Regions from separate parts of the Danio rerio genome. Here region 2 is linked to region 1. A link is a contact called in public Micro-C data. All regions are on one chromosome and are shown on one strand. The core of a region is the stretch at or near the end of the contact, and the rest is flanking DNA. Distances in the headings are between cores, read along the strand shown. Region 1 holds the start of tepsin (TEPSIN adaptor related protein complex 4 accessory protein). Region 2 holds the start of timm23a (translocase of inner mitochondrial membrane 23 homolog a (yeast)).

Evidence for each region. Hi-C and Micro-C count contacts between places; a contact is called where the count stands out from the background.
Region 2: a Micro-C map of caudal fin shows a contact between it and region 1, with 3 times the contacts expected there. The contact joins the promoter of timm23a here to the promoter of tepsin in region 1. A contact is called at or near these places in 2 of 18 Hi-C or Micro-C datasets (caudal fin and hematopoietic stem cells).

The regions. Positions count from the first base shown.
Region 1 is chr12:36,735,132-36,741,437 of GRCz12tu, forward strand. It overlaps tepsin (TEPSIN adaptor related protein complex 4 accessory protein), which reads left to right and starts at 1,635. Exons shown (of 13, transcript XM_001919649.7): 1 at 1,635-1,779; 2 at 4,471-4,543; 3 at 4,635-4,726; 4 at 4,866-4,959. The coding sequence starts at 1,741. It overlaps ndufaf8 (NADH:ubiquinone oxidoreductase complex assembly factor 8), which reads right to left and starts at 1,298. Exons shown (of 3, transcript NM_001303010.1): 1 at 1,042-1,298; 2 at 484-594. The coding sequence starts at 1,122.
Region 2 is chr12:36,954,478-36,960,910 of GRCz12tu, forward strand. It overlaps timm23a (translocase of inner mitochondrial membrane 23 homolog a (yeast)), which reads left to right and starts at 2,516. Exons shown (of 7, transcript NM_001105598.1): 1 at 2,516-2,866; 2 at 2,984-3,042; 3 at 3,968-4,061; 4 at 4,134-4,218; 5 at 6,324-6,382. The coding sequence starts at 2,761. All of the region lies in intron 1 of syt15 (synaptotagmin XV), which reads left to right.

The DNA of each region.
Region 1 (6,306 bases), core at 385-2,884:
GTCCGAATTATAATGTTAGATTTATACTTTTAGAGTCATCAGCAACAGTAGTAGAAACTGAATTGTTCACAGTACTGAATATTTTACAATTTATTTTTATTCAGCTGATTATTTCTTCATTATATTTTTAATAAAATTATAGGTTCTGAGTTTTGTTTGTTAAAACCAAAAGTGTCTTGCAGTGCTGTTTTTGTAATAAATGGGAAGCAAATTACATTTGTCTCCCCTTCTTGGCTGATCAGAAAAAATGGTCCAATCCATGACTAAAAAACGATGTGATCCGAATCCTTAGATTTGGGATCCAATACACCACTAATATATATATATATATATATATATATATATATATATATATATATATATATATATATATATATATATATATATATAGTTTATGATTAGCCATGTCATGAATGAAACACAGTTATTATCTTGCTCGATAGTAATACAAAAGAAGAAAATGTAAGAAAGGAAATCACTCACAGCAGATTGAAAACAGCTTTTCAGTGCTTCAAATTCTTTGACGCACATGTTTCTGGTCAGCTCCTGTTTGCCAGTGGTTGTGGCGGCTACACATTTCCCATAAGCAGTGGCCTATTAACATAATTTAGTTTAATATAATATTTTATTTTTCAGGATTTGTTTATTAGGTGTGGGTTTGAGTGAAATGTTATTATTTGTTTTATTCAGTAAAGGTTTGATAACATTGGTTATATATTAAAACAACAACTGTTATTTAGAGAATTTGTTTTCAGAAAATTACAATTGGTCAAATAAGAAATTAAGTTATTTGGTGTGATTGAAAATAATGATCATTATTCCACCAATTATCGATTTCTTAACTTAAAACGTGTATTGTGCAGGCCATTTTTTTTTAATTCAAACACACAGGGAAGTTGTCAAATTGTGTGTTTGTGTGTATTTACAGTGTACATGTGCATAAATAAATAAATAAATAAATATATATATATATATATATATATATATATATATATATATATATATATATATATATATATAAATAAATAAATGTAAATGTACCTCTCCTGAGCACTGAGCCATCAGCTCTGGGAAGAGTCTCATTCTCGCTCTGCTGCGAGTCCAAACATTTGAACCCGACATAGTTCAAGAAATAAATAATCCTTTTATGGACCAGCAGAATCGAATTTTGCTAGGATTAAATCATTTTAAATCACTGTGTCAGTCAGTTATTCACAAAAGTCATGGAGATGTAAGCAGAGTGTATATTGAACATGGACAGCGCCATGCTGGTGACCTCTGAGACAGCGCGTGTAAACCCTCCCACTGAGGAGAATCTGGTCAATCACAGCGCTACTTCTGAACCAGAAAACATGTCGCTGGTTTATGATTGGTCATAGTTTTCTACGTATGGTGAGCAGCCAATAGCAAGGACGCAGACTTCAAAGACTTTTTCAGGATGTTCACGAAATCCACCCCAGTTTCACGTCCGCGTTTAGTCACGTGCATTTTAGTATCTACGGTTCATGTCAGTGAATCGGTTCCATTGAACAGCTCATTTTAAATAAGCAACCTAGTCGAACTGATTCAACTAAAAGAGTCGACTCACAACTCTGACCTCGCTGTGTCAAACGAGAGTGTCTGAGCTAAACTGAGGTTTCCTGTGGTTTGTGCGGAGATTCTCGCAGGCAGGACCTGCACGGTCATCCGCCCTCTGAGAAATGGTACACAGCCAGGCGAAAAAACACAGACTGCTCCATCATGGTTTCAATACTGGAACGGTTGGTCTTCCTACAAAAAGTACGTATCCGCGACACCGGGCAAAATAACGTCATTTCAGCTGTCGCTATCGCCAAACGTCATTCCTTACGTTGTTTATTCAATATCTGGCGATATATGTGGTCACTACACTGTTTACATGTACAAATGATTGATATTTATGTTTGTAGACGCTGGAAATGTACAATCAAATATGCCATGGTGTTTTGGACAGTGTTGTGGTACTTACTACTATGGTATTTTTGACATGTACCATAGTAATGACACAAGTGCAAATGGTCTGTGGTAAAACCAGGGTAATACTAAAACTGTTTGTTACATTAGTGTCATATTAATACTCTACGTTACATTAAAGTAACCTCAGTATTGCCATAGAACATTTATGGTATGGGTACTGACTGTACTGAAAATGTAAGAGGATTCAGAAAGTAATTCGTATTTATAATTAATAGTAATAATTAGTATTGGTTGATAAATGCTCATTTTTACTGATATTGTTATTAATAGCTTTATAAAAAAATATATAATCAGTAGATGAATTAGGGTTTATTATTTCTTCTGGTGTGTACTGCTGGGCGTTTTCTGCAGTTACAGTTTTAAAATAAAATAACTTGTCCATCCCCATTTCTCATCTCATTTTCATTCATTTTTCTGGGGCCGGGTAGCGGGGGCAGCAGTCTTAGGAGAGAACCTCAGACTTCTTTCTATTCTGACATTCCTCCTGCTCCTCTGAGGGGATCCTCAGGTGATCCTGAGGTGTTTCCAGGCCAGCCAGGAGATATAGTCCCTCCAGCATGTCCTGGGTCTTCTTCTAGGCCTCCTCCCTGTGGGACATGCCTAGAACACCTCCCTAGATAGGCATGCAGGAGGCATCCGAAACAGATGCCCGAGCCACCTCAGCTGACCTCTCTCGATGTGGAGGAGCAGTGGCTCTACTCTAAGCTCCTTTCGGGTGACAGAGCTCCTCACCCTATCTCTAAGAGCCACCCTGCTAAGGAAACTCGTTTTGGCCGTTTGCATCTGAGATCTTTACCTTTCAGTCATGACCCAAACCTCATGACCATAGGTGAGAGTAGGAACATAGTTTGACCAGTAAATCGAGAGCTTTGCCTTTCGGCTCAGCCTCTTCGTTACCACAACAGACTTGATACATCAACTGCATTACTGCTGCCGCTGCACCAATCCGCCCGTCAATCTCACCTTCTATCCTTCCCTCACTCGTGAACAAAACCCCAGAAACTTGAACTCCTCCACTTGGGGTAAGGACTTACCACCAACATGGATATGGTAAACCACCTTTTTCCGGTGGAGCACCATGGCCTTGGACTTGGAGGTGCTGATTCTCATCTCAGCCGTGTCACACTGGCAAGCAAACCACCCCAGTGCATGCTGAAGGTCTATGTTCGATGAAGCCAACAGAACAACATTGTATACGAGCCCGACCGGGCTTTCCCCGAAGGAGCGACGTAGGACCATCGTCCTCCAGGCCCAGCACTTGCAGGGGGAGCCGTAAGGGGCGGGTGCATTGTGGAACGGGTGGTGGTCGAAGGGTAGAACCACAGCAACACGATCTCCTGCCACAGAGATTGGTTCTCCACTTCATTTGTTTGCATTTTGTTTTTATAATCAGACTTAAAATGTATATCGATATTTTTATCTATTTTCCTGTCTTCAGTTATCGTCTTTCAGATATAAATACAGTAGTCAACAATTAAAGTGGATTAAAAATGTAATTCAAAATTGTCTTAAGGCAAGAGTGTTGTTAAATAGTTTTAGGACAACTTTGATGATAGGTTTTGATTCACTTCAAACGTTGATTACTGTAGTTATCGATATTTGGCAAAACTTCCATATCAGTGTATCCCTATGAATATATAGACCATTTCAATGTGGGCATGTCATCAGCCCACAAACATTTCTTGCTTGCTGTCAAACTATTTCATATCTGTAACAAAAGGCAATTCAGTCATAACTTAATGTTAAAACAGCTATCATAACATTATTTATCAATATGCAGAACTTTAATTATTGGAAGCTGTGGGAAGTAAAAACGTAAAACAGGAAATATGTGGACCCTTGGTATCGTTTACATCCCTCAAAATGGTCTGTTGTTCTAAATAAACAGATAAGTGCATATTGAATATATTATAGTGTGTCTTCACCCTATTCATTCATTCATTCATTCAATTTTTTTTTTTATTTGCTTAGTACCTTTATTATTCAGAGGTCGCCACAGTGGAAGGAACTGGCAACTTATCCAGCACAAGTTTTATGCAGTGGATGCCTTTCCAGCTGCAACCCATCACTGGGAAACACCAATACTCTCATCACACACATACATACTATGGACAATTTAGCTTACCCAATTCACCTGTAGTGCATGTCTTTGGACTTGTGGGGGAAACCGAAGCACCTGGAGGAAACCCACGTGAACACAGGGAGAGCATGCAAACTCCTCACAGAAATGCCAACTGACCCAGCCGAGGCTTGAACCAGCGACCTTCTTGCTGTGAGGCGACAGTGCTACCCACTGTGCCACCATCTTCACCATATATATATATTCTAAATGTCTCCAGTTTAAACCTCAATCAAGGATCTTTATTTCAGTTTGCCTGAAGGACACTGACCTTGTTATCTATGTACAGTGGTTTAAAAATGAATGTTGCTGGAGGAGAGATTTGCTCAGCTCTTTTTTTTGTGTGCATATCTCAGGTGCCAACGCTTATGCGAGCAACATCAGATGACGAATCGCCCTGTCCTGGCTATCTCTTCGAGGAAATCAGCAGTATCCTTTTTGTGGCATTGCGGAAGAGAACTGAGTACGGCAGAATAATGAATGCTTTGCCATCAGTGGACCTTGACTGTCATGATTTCAGAAATTTCCCATGAGTCAGTGGGCTGCTGCCAGTGTCTTTTGGAGTACCTTTTGGAGAGACTACAGGTGGAGTCGTGCCATGTTAAACTTAAGGTAAAATAATGAAACAAGCTCAGTGTTTTCTTTTATGGTTACCAAAAGTATGTTTAAAATCATTACATTCTTTTGTTGAGCTCTTAAGTGTTTTTAAATTCTGGTGTTTATTATGCTGTCTTTATTAATCCTGTCTCAGGTTCTGAAGATTCTCCTGCATGTATGTGGCCATGGACCACCTCACTTCCTCACAGAGCTACGGCGAAATGCTACATTTATACAAGAAGTTATTGGTAAGCAGGTTCAAACTATTCAAGATAAAGGGAAAAAAGACAGTATAGTCAAAGTCAAAGTCAGCTTTATTGTCAATTCAGTCACATGTACAGGACATACAGAGAATCGAAATTACGTTGCTCTCAGACCCAAGGTGCCTAACATTAATATAAAACGTAGAGTTTAAAAAAAAGAAAATTTACAATATATACAATTGTACATAAAATGTGGTCTAAAAATATACATAAGTAATAAAACTTGTAAACAATACAATGACATTAAGGGCATATAGCAAATGATTCCATACCAGAGATGCCCAAACTAGGGCCTTTGGGCCAAAGTTGGCCTATGGTAACCTTTGATTTGGCCCACCATCCCATTTTAGAAGAGCATGAGAATTAAGAGGATGGTGTCATTCATTAATTTATTTTCTTGTCGGCTTAGTCCCTTTATTAATCCGGGAATGAACCGCCAACTTATCCAGCAAGTTTTTACTGGGTTTTTTATGGGTTTTTATGCCCTTCCAGCCGCAACCCATATCTGGGAAACATCCACACACACATTCTCACACTCACTCATACACTATGGACAATTTAGCCTACCCAATTCACCTGTACCGCATGTCTTTGGACTGTGGGGGAAACTAGAGCACCCGGAGGAAACCCACGCGAATGCAGGGAGAACATGCAAACTCCACACAAAAACGCCAACTGAGCCGAGACTCGAACTTGCGACCTTCTTGCTTGTGAGGCGACAGCACTACCTACTGCACCACTGCTTCGCCACTGACTGTTTTATTGCTAAGCTACAAAAACTGAAATACGAAATGTTTCAATGAGATCATGTAAATAAACCAGATTTTTTTATGTACATACTGTCACCCAATAGATAGAAGACAATGCAGAGACATCAGTGAGCAAATAAAGGCAACGGTAGATTCTGCTTCACTACTGTATTCAGCATTGAACTCCACTGTTTTATAAATGTTTTTTATTGTAATTAGTAATCATTTAAAACTATACAGCATTCATTAATATGATATAAAGTATTATTTTCGATTTATTTTGAAACATTTGACCCTCAGCTCTCAATGATATTTAGTTTTTGGCCGGTCATACAAAAAAGTTTGTGCACCCCTGATCTATACTATTATATGATGCAGCAATGCCCAAACTTATTTTACTTGATGGACCAAACTGAAAATAAAGAATTGGTATAATAATTTTAGATTTATTATAATTTTGTTCATTTTTTAACATTGAATGTTAAGGATTAATATTAATAAAAAAACAGCTTTTCTACTTATTTTATATTGTATTTGTAATTTTACAATATTGCTGCAAAAATGCAGATTAGTTTGTGTAATA
Region 2 (6,433 bases), core at 1,266-3,765, 220 kb after region 1:
AGAGAAGTTAGTTTAGTTAATTCGCTTTTAAAAAATATATTGCTGAATTAAAATGAGTGTAGTCGCGTTGAATCCCACACACAATGGGAGAATGCAGGAAGGAAAACAGCAGAACATTACATCTCTGCTATAGACATATTTATTATTTTGAATACATGGAAGAAAAAGAAAAGGGGATTATCTGAATGGACTGTGATTTTACTGAATTTATAAGACAACAAAATAAAAGTAGCAAACGCATTGCTTTAAACATTCGTTAATCTTTATATAAGTGATGTATAGCTCTGGGGTCAGAAAGTTCTTAGATGATAATATTACCCAAAATTAGTTTTTTTTTTTAAAGGTAAATGAAGGTTATATAGTGTGTTGTTAATTGCAGAGCTTGTTTATTACAAAAATAAGAAAAAACTCTGTAAGTTCTGAAAGTGATTGTAAAAATATGTAACACATTTCTTACCTTAAAAAGTAACTAAGTAACGCAACTAATCACTTTTTTGGGGTGTAACGCAATATTGTAATGCATTACTTTTTAAAGTAACTTTTCCCAACACTGCCTACAGATATACTGATATGTCTTTTTATTTTAATGAAAATTCATGAGTGGCGACACAGTGGCGCAGTAGGTAATGCTGTCGCATCACAGCAAGAAGGTCGCTGGTTCAAGCCTCGGCTGGGTCAGTTGGGGTTTCTGTGTGGAGTTTGCTTGTTCTCCCTGCGTTCGTGTGGGATTTCCTCCGGGTGCTCCGGTTTCCGGTAAAGGTGAATCGAGTAGGCAAAATTGTCCGTAGTGTATGTGTGTGATTGAGTGTGTGTGGATGTTTCCCAGAGATGGGTTGTGGTTGGAAGGGCATCTGCTGCATAAAATCGTGCTGGATAAGTTGGCGGCCCTTTCCGCTATGGGGACCCCAGATTGATAAAGGGACTAAGCCGAAAAGAAAATGAATGAAAACTCATGAATGATCTGTTTAAGGTAAAGTCTAGATCAGATTCGCGGCCAGCCGGAAGTGCGATATGCACAATAATATTGCAGCATTTTTTTACTGACACTGTATAACAATAGTTTTACAGTACTGTGACGGTTGGGTTTAGGGTTGAGGTGGGGGTAGGTAATAAATAATAAAGTTTATTGGGTAATTTAATAGATAACATAAATAATACTTGTTACAACTACTGTTTTTACAATACTGTAACAGTTGGTTTAGGGTTGGGGTGGGTGTGGGGGTAGACGTTAATAAAATACAATAAAATAGAAATTTCATAAAATAATATAAATAATTCTCGTTAACTTCTGGCCCCATCCATATCCCATATAGCATCAACCTCTGTTTACCTATCTTTGTAGGGTCTCTATTTCCTGTTTTAAAGCTCGACAAAACGAGTTTAGTTGCAGAATGTTGTGTAATCAGCAGATCAGTATACTGTCTGGCTTTTTCTGAAAGCTATGATAGACTACCATTCAAATGTTTTGTTTACTTATCTGAATAAAAGGCTTTTTTTTAAGACACACAGAAGTGACAGAAAATGCATTGATAATGATGCAGAAGATTCTGTTTCAAAAAATGTCGTTTGTTAAACATCCTACATCAAAGAATCCTGAAGAAAAATACGTATTATGCCTATTATAACAGTTTCCAGTTTACATTTAATGGAGCTAAAAGGGTCATTGTTTGCAATAACGCACCATTAACATTTTTATATCAATTATAATGATGATGATGATAATAAGAGGAAGAAAAAAAAAGTAAAAAGTTTCAAATGCTTTTAATTTTTAATATTACTATCATTTTATTTTCATTTTGAATTATTTGCAGTCCGGTTGATGTTACCTCTGTCAATGAGCATAGAAGCACATTTTAACCTCTGCTTTTAAAACAAATATATTTTATTAATGCATGAACAACCTACAGAACAATGCTAGGAGTGTACATGTAGTAAAAAAGATATGAAGAGAATATTAAGACAAATATTAATACATATATTCAAAAAGTAAAACCAAGACATAAAATAATAACTAAAAGAACTAATTTTACAAATAATGCTGGGCCTTACTAATTCACAATAAGTTAAATGTGTTTTTACAGCTTAGTTTGTTTGTACTCTCCTCAATGGTGTTTATATAAATATATAGTTCCTTAATTTAGAAAAAAAAGGTTCTGACTGGTGAATTTATATTGATGGATATGAAACAGTGAGTATAATCAAAAGATTGATAATATAAGCTTCATTTTCCAACTTCTTATCAAGACAAAAATGCCTGTTTATGTTTGTAGATCTTTCCTCATCCCTTACGTCACAAAACACGGTTGGTCGCAAAAGGTTCTTTAACTAACTGGTGAATACCGTGTCTTTACAGGTCATATAAATAAAAACAACATAATTTGACAGCATAATTTACAATGACACATTATGTTTTATTTAATCTATATGTGATACGCGTTTATTTTACTGTTCTGTAATCACGCGAGTAACTTTACGGCAGTGTTACGTCAGTGGTGTCCTTTCGGTTTGCGGCAGGGTAGCATGTGGAGGTCAGAGATGTAGAAACGCTTCGTCAGAGAATAAAAACTTTAATTATTAAACATCAGCGTTTGATAACTCGACATAGTGTCATCTATGCGGATTTACATCAGACATTATTGAACACAAGGCTGTCGGTGAAGAGATTTTGTGTGGATAGTCTCCATTAGTTTGACGCGGGTCAGTAAGGAAGAATTGTAATCAGCGAAGCGGTATTAACTGTATAAGTGAATCTCCGAAAACATGGATAACAACACACCGCCACCGGGAGGATTTAAAGGAGGACTCGGGAGCATTTTTGGTGGAGGAACCCCTGAGTATTCAAACACTGAGCTTTCAGGAGTACCGTGTAAGTGTTCGGTGTTTAAAGTTTAACCTAATGTTAGCCAATATAACCTGAATATGTTTATGAAGTATTCTTTTCTGATACCGTGTAACTTGAATGGTTGTTACCCTTTATTCACAGTGACTGGAATGAGTCCTCTTTCCCCATACCTCAATGTTGACCCTCGTTACCTCATACAGGTGAGGTTCTGGAAGGCCACAGATTCATAAAAGTCTATTACAAGCGTTTGATCTAATTCATAAAACATCCTCTAGCCAATTAAAGCCTTAATTAGCTGAATTAAGGGGTTAACTGTCAATAAAATCAATACTATATCTAATGTTTTCTAGGGAAACAGTAAGTCAAATGTCACAAAAAAACAACAACATTGTTTTGTCCTACATAAACTAAGATCAATACATTGTATGTAATTATTACAAGTTCTGACATTTATGCAAAATGTTGTTTTCTAGATAGTTTTTTATTGTTATTATTAAAACCAGTTATTAAAGTTTGCCATATTAACAACATAGGAAGCATGTCACAAGTTGTCACTGAACAAATGTGCAAACATAAGACAAACTTACCTCAATATTTACAGACACCCGCTAAAATGGAATTAGGTATAATACAAATATGATATTATAATGTCAAATAATTGTTGCATATTTAAACTACAATCATTTTATGACACATTGAAATACTTTGTTTTTAGGACTAATGTGTAGTAAAAAACTACAGATTGGTTATTTCAAATCTTTATAATTTGCCATTGTTTCAAGACACTAGGTTTTACTTGTGTTAGTTATACATTGTCTTTAAAAGTTTAAAATATAATACAATTTAGTAATATCAAGTGTTGTTTTATGTATTTTGGTAAACAGAGTTCTGAATAAATGTTTTATGTATTTTTATAATACATGTACTTTTCTGTATGATGATAAAATTCCACTTCTGTTTCTTTTGAATATTTTAGTTTTATAAAGTCACCTTTTAAAGCTGTTTTGCAATGCTCAATTAATTTGGGACATGTATCTTTTACTATTGATTATATCAAATTGGAATTATAGTAAATTCAAAAACCTTCCATTTAAGAAAGCAATCCTTTTCTTCCTGCTGTCACAGGACACTGATGAGTTCATCTTGCCAACTGGGGCAAATAAAACTCGTGGTCGCTTTGAGCTGGCCTTCTTCACCATTGGTGGATGTTGTATAACAGGTAAGACCTTTTTTGTAGTCTTGATCAACCGTTTGTCTTTATTCATTTTAACTGGTGCTTGTTTCTTTAAAGGAGCTGCTTTTGGGACACTCAATGGTCTCCGTATGGGCCTGTCAGAAACTAGAGACATGCCATGGTCAAAACCCAGAAATGTACAGTAAGTGTGAATTCCAAAATATTTAGAAATTATTAGATTAGAATATTAGATGAACTAAAATGAAGATTACATTCGAAATGAAGATCAATTTAAGTCTTTTTTATGTATTTTTTTTATCAGGGGTTGATATAATGCTGATAAGAGGCAGCATTATTATTCAAATTTAATGTTCATGTATGCTGCCATGTACATAATGTGCGATGAACAGCTTTTTTTATTTATTTAGCAAGCACAACATGTGTGCATTTACACAGAAACTGAATTATGATAACACAAATTTTGTGAAACACGTGTTTACAAGTGCACGTTTTTGAAAACTTACCACTTTGTTAATTACAATTTGTTAATTTATTGTCTTAGTTAATTACAAAAAGATGTTTTTGTGAAAATAGTGACATCGCGTGTGCACGTGCGCGTGTGTGTGTGTTTGTGTGTGTGTGTGTGTATTTATATATACAGTTGAAGTCAAAATTATTAGCCCCCTTGATTTTTTTTTTCTTTTTTAAATATTTCTCAAATGATGTTAAACAGAGCAAGGAAATTTTCACGGTATGTTTGATAATATTTTGTCTTCTGGAGAAAGTCTTATTTGTTTTATTTCGGCTAGAATAAAAGCTTTTTAAAAAAAGTTTTTTAAATTTTTATGAACCTGTTAAAGGCCAAAATGATTAGTCCCTTTAAGCTTTTTTTAACTGTCTACAGAACAAACTATCATTATACAATAACTTGCCTAATTACCCTAACCTGCCTAGTTAACCTTATTAATCAGTTAAGCCTTTAAATTTCACTTTAAGCTGTATAGAAGTGTCTTGAAAAATATCTAGTAAAATATAATTTACTGTCATCATGGCAAAGATAAAATAAATCAGTTATTAGAAATGAGTTATTAAAACTATTATGTTTAGAAATTTGTTGAAAAAAATCTGCTCTGTTAAACAGATATTGGGTAAAAAAATAAGCAATAATTCTGACTTCAACTATGTATGTGTGTGTGTGTGTGTGTGTGTCTATATATATATATATATATATATATATATATATATATATATATATATATATATATATATATATAGAGAGAGAGAGAGAGAGAGAGAGAGAGAGAGAGCTTTCTTTTTTTTTATGCTTTTGGCAAACTGCATAAGCTACAACAAAAACTTAACCATTACCAAAACAAGCTTTGCTAGAGCTTTTGAGAGGTGGCTTGTTGCTGAAAACTTTACTTAAAGTAGCTTATCACCTGTAAACAAGGCGTTGAGCAACATCAATTTTTCGAAGTCAACTTTATGTTATTAAAGTTAAGTTGATGTCGACTAGTCCCTGGTGATGTCACCAATAATTCACAAGATGCAAATATTTAGCAAAACGCCACAATTAGCAATTTATTTGCAGAACAAATATATTCACGTTGTTTGATTCTCAACACTTTCATAATGATTGAACTTTAGCACAGGCTTGTTTTAGTGCTAAAAATTGCAGTCAACACCGTGATCAATGCCCATACTTTTTAGAAAAGTAATAATATTTTAGTGCGAGCCAAAAAAGCTGCTCAAAATCTTGCTGAAGTACGGCCTTTTTTTGTGAGTGTCTATGCTTTAAAGAGGACAACAGCCAATCGCATTTCTTTTCCAACGTTTCGTAAAACATGATTGGCTAGCATCTGCTATTGGACATTTGCATGGGACTGGCTGACACCTGTTTGGCGATCTAAAGTTCATTCAAAGTTCTTGGGAATCATTGACGCTATCATAAGAAAAATAACTTTTAAATGGCAATGTTCTGAGGGCAATTTCATTCAGTAAACCACTTTCGTGTGTAAAGCTGCCATTTAGTTCAGGTCAAAAACCATGTGATCTGTGCACTGCAACTAGTCGATGTTAGTCAAAAAGCGTCATGACAGAGCATTAAATTCAACCAGTTGACTTGCCTGTGCAACCACCTACTGTGAACACTGTACCCTGAAACACACATATATTTGTTTTTGTTTATGAATGTAGGAGTAATATTTATTCCTTGTACTATTAACTTTCCTATTAACTTTCACTAAAATTATTTGACTTAAAAACTTTATAATTTTACTCATATTGAATTTTTTAATGTTCTGCCAGGATTTTGAACATGGTCACACGACAAGGGGCATCGTGGGCCAACACACTAGGATCAGTAGGTGAGATGCTTTCAAAGAATCTTATAAAATAAATATCACAACCAGTCATAT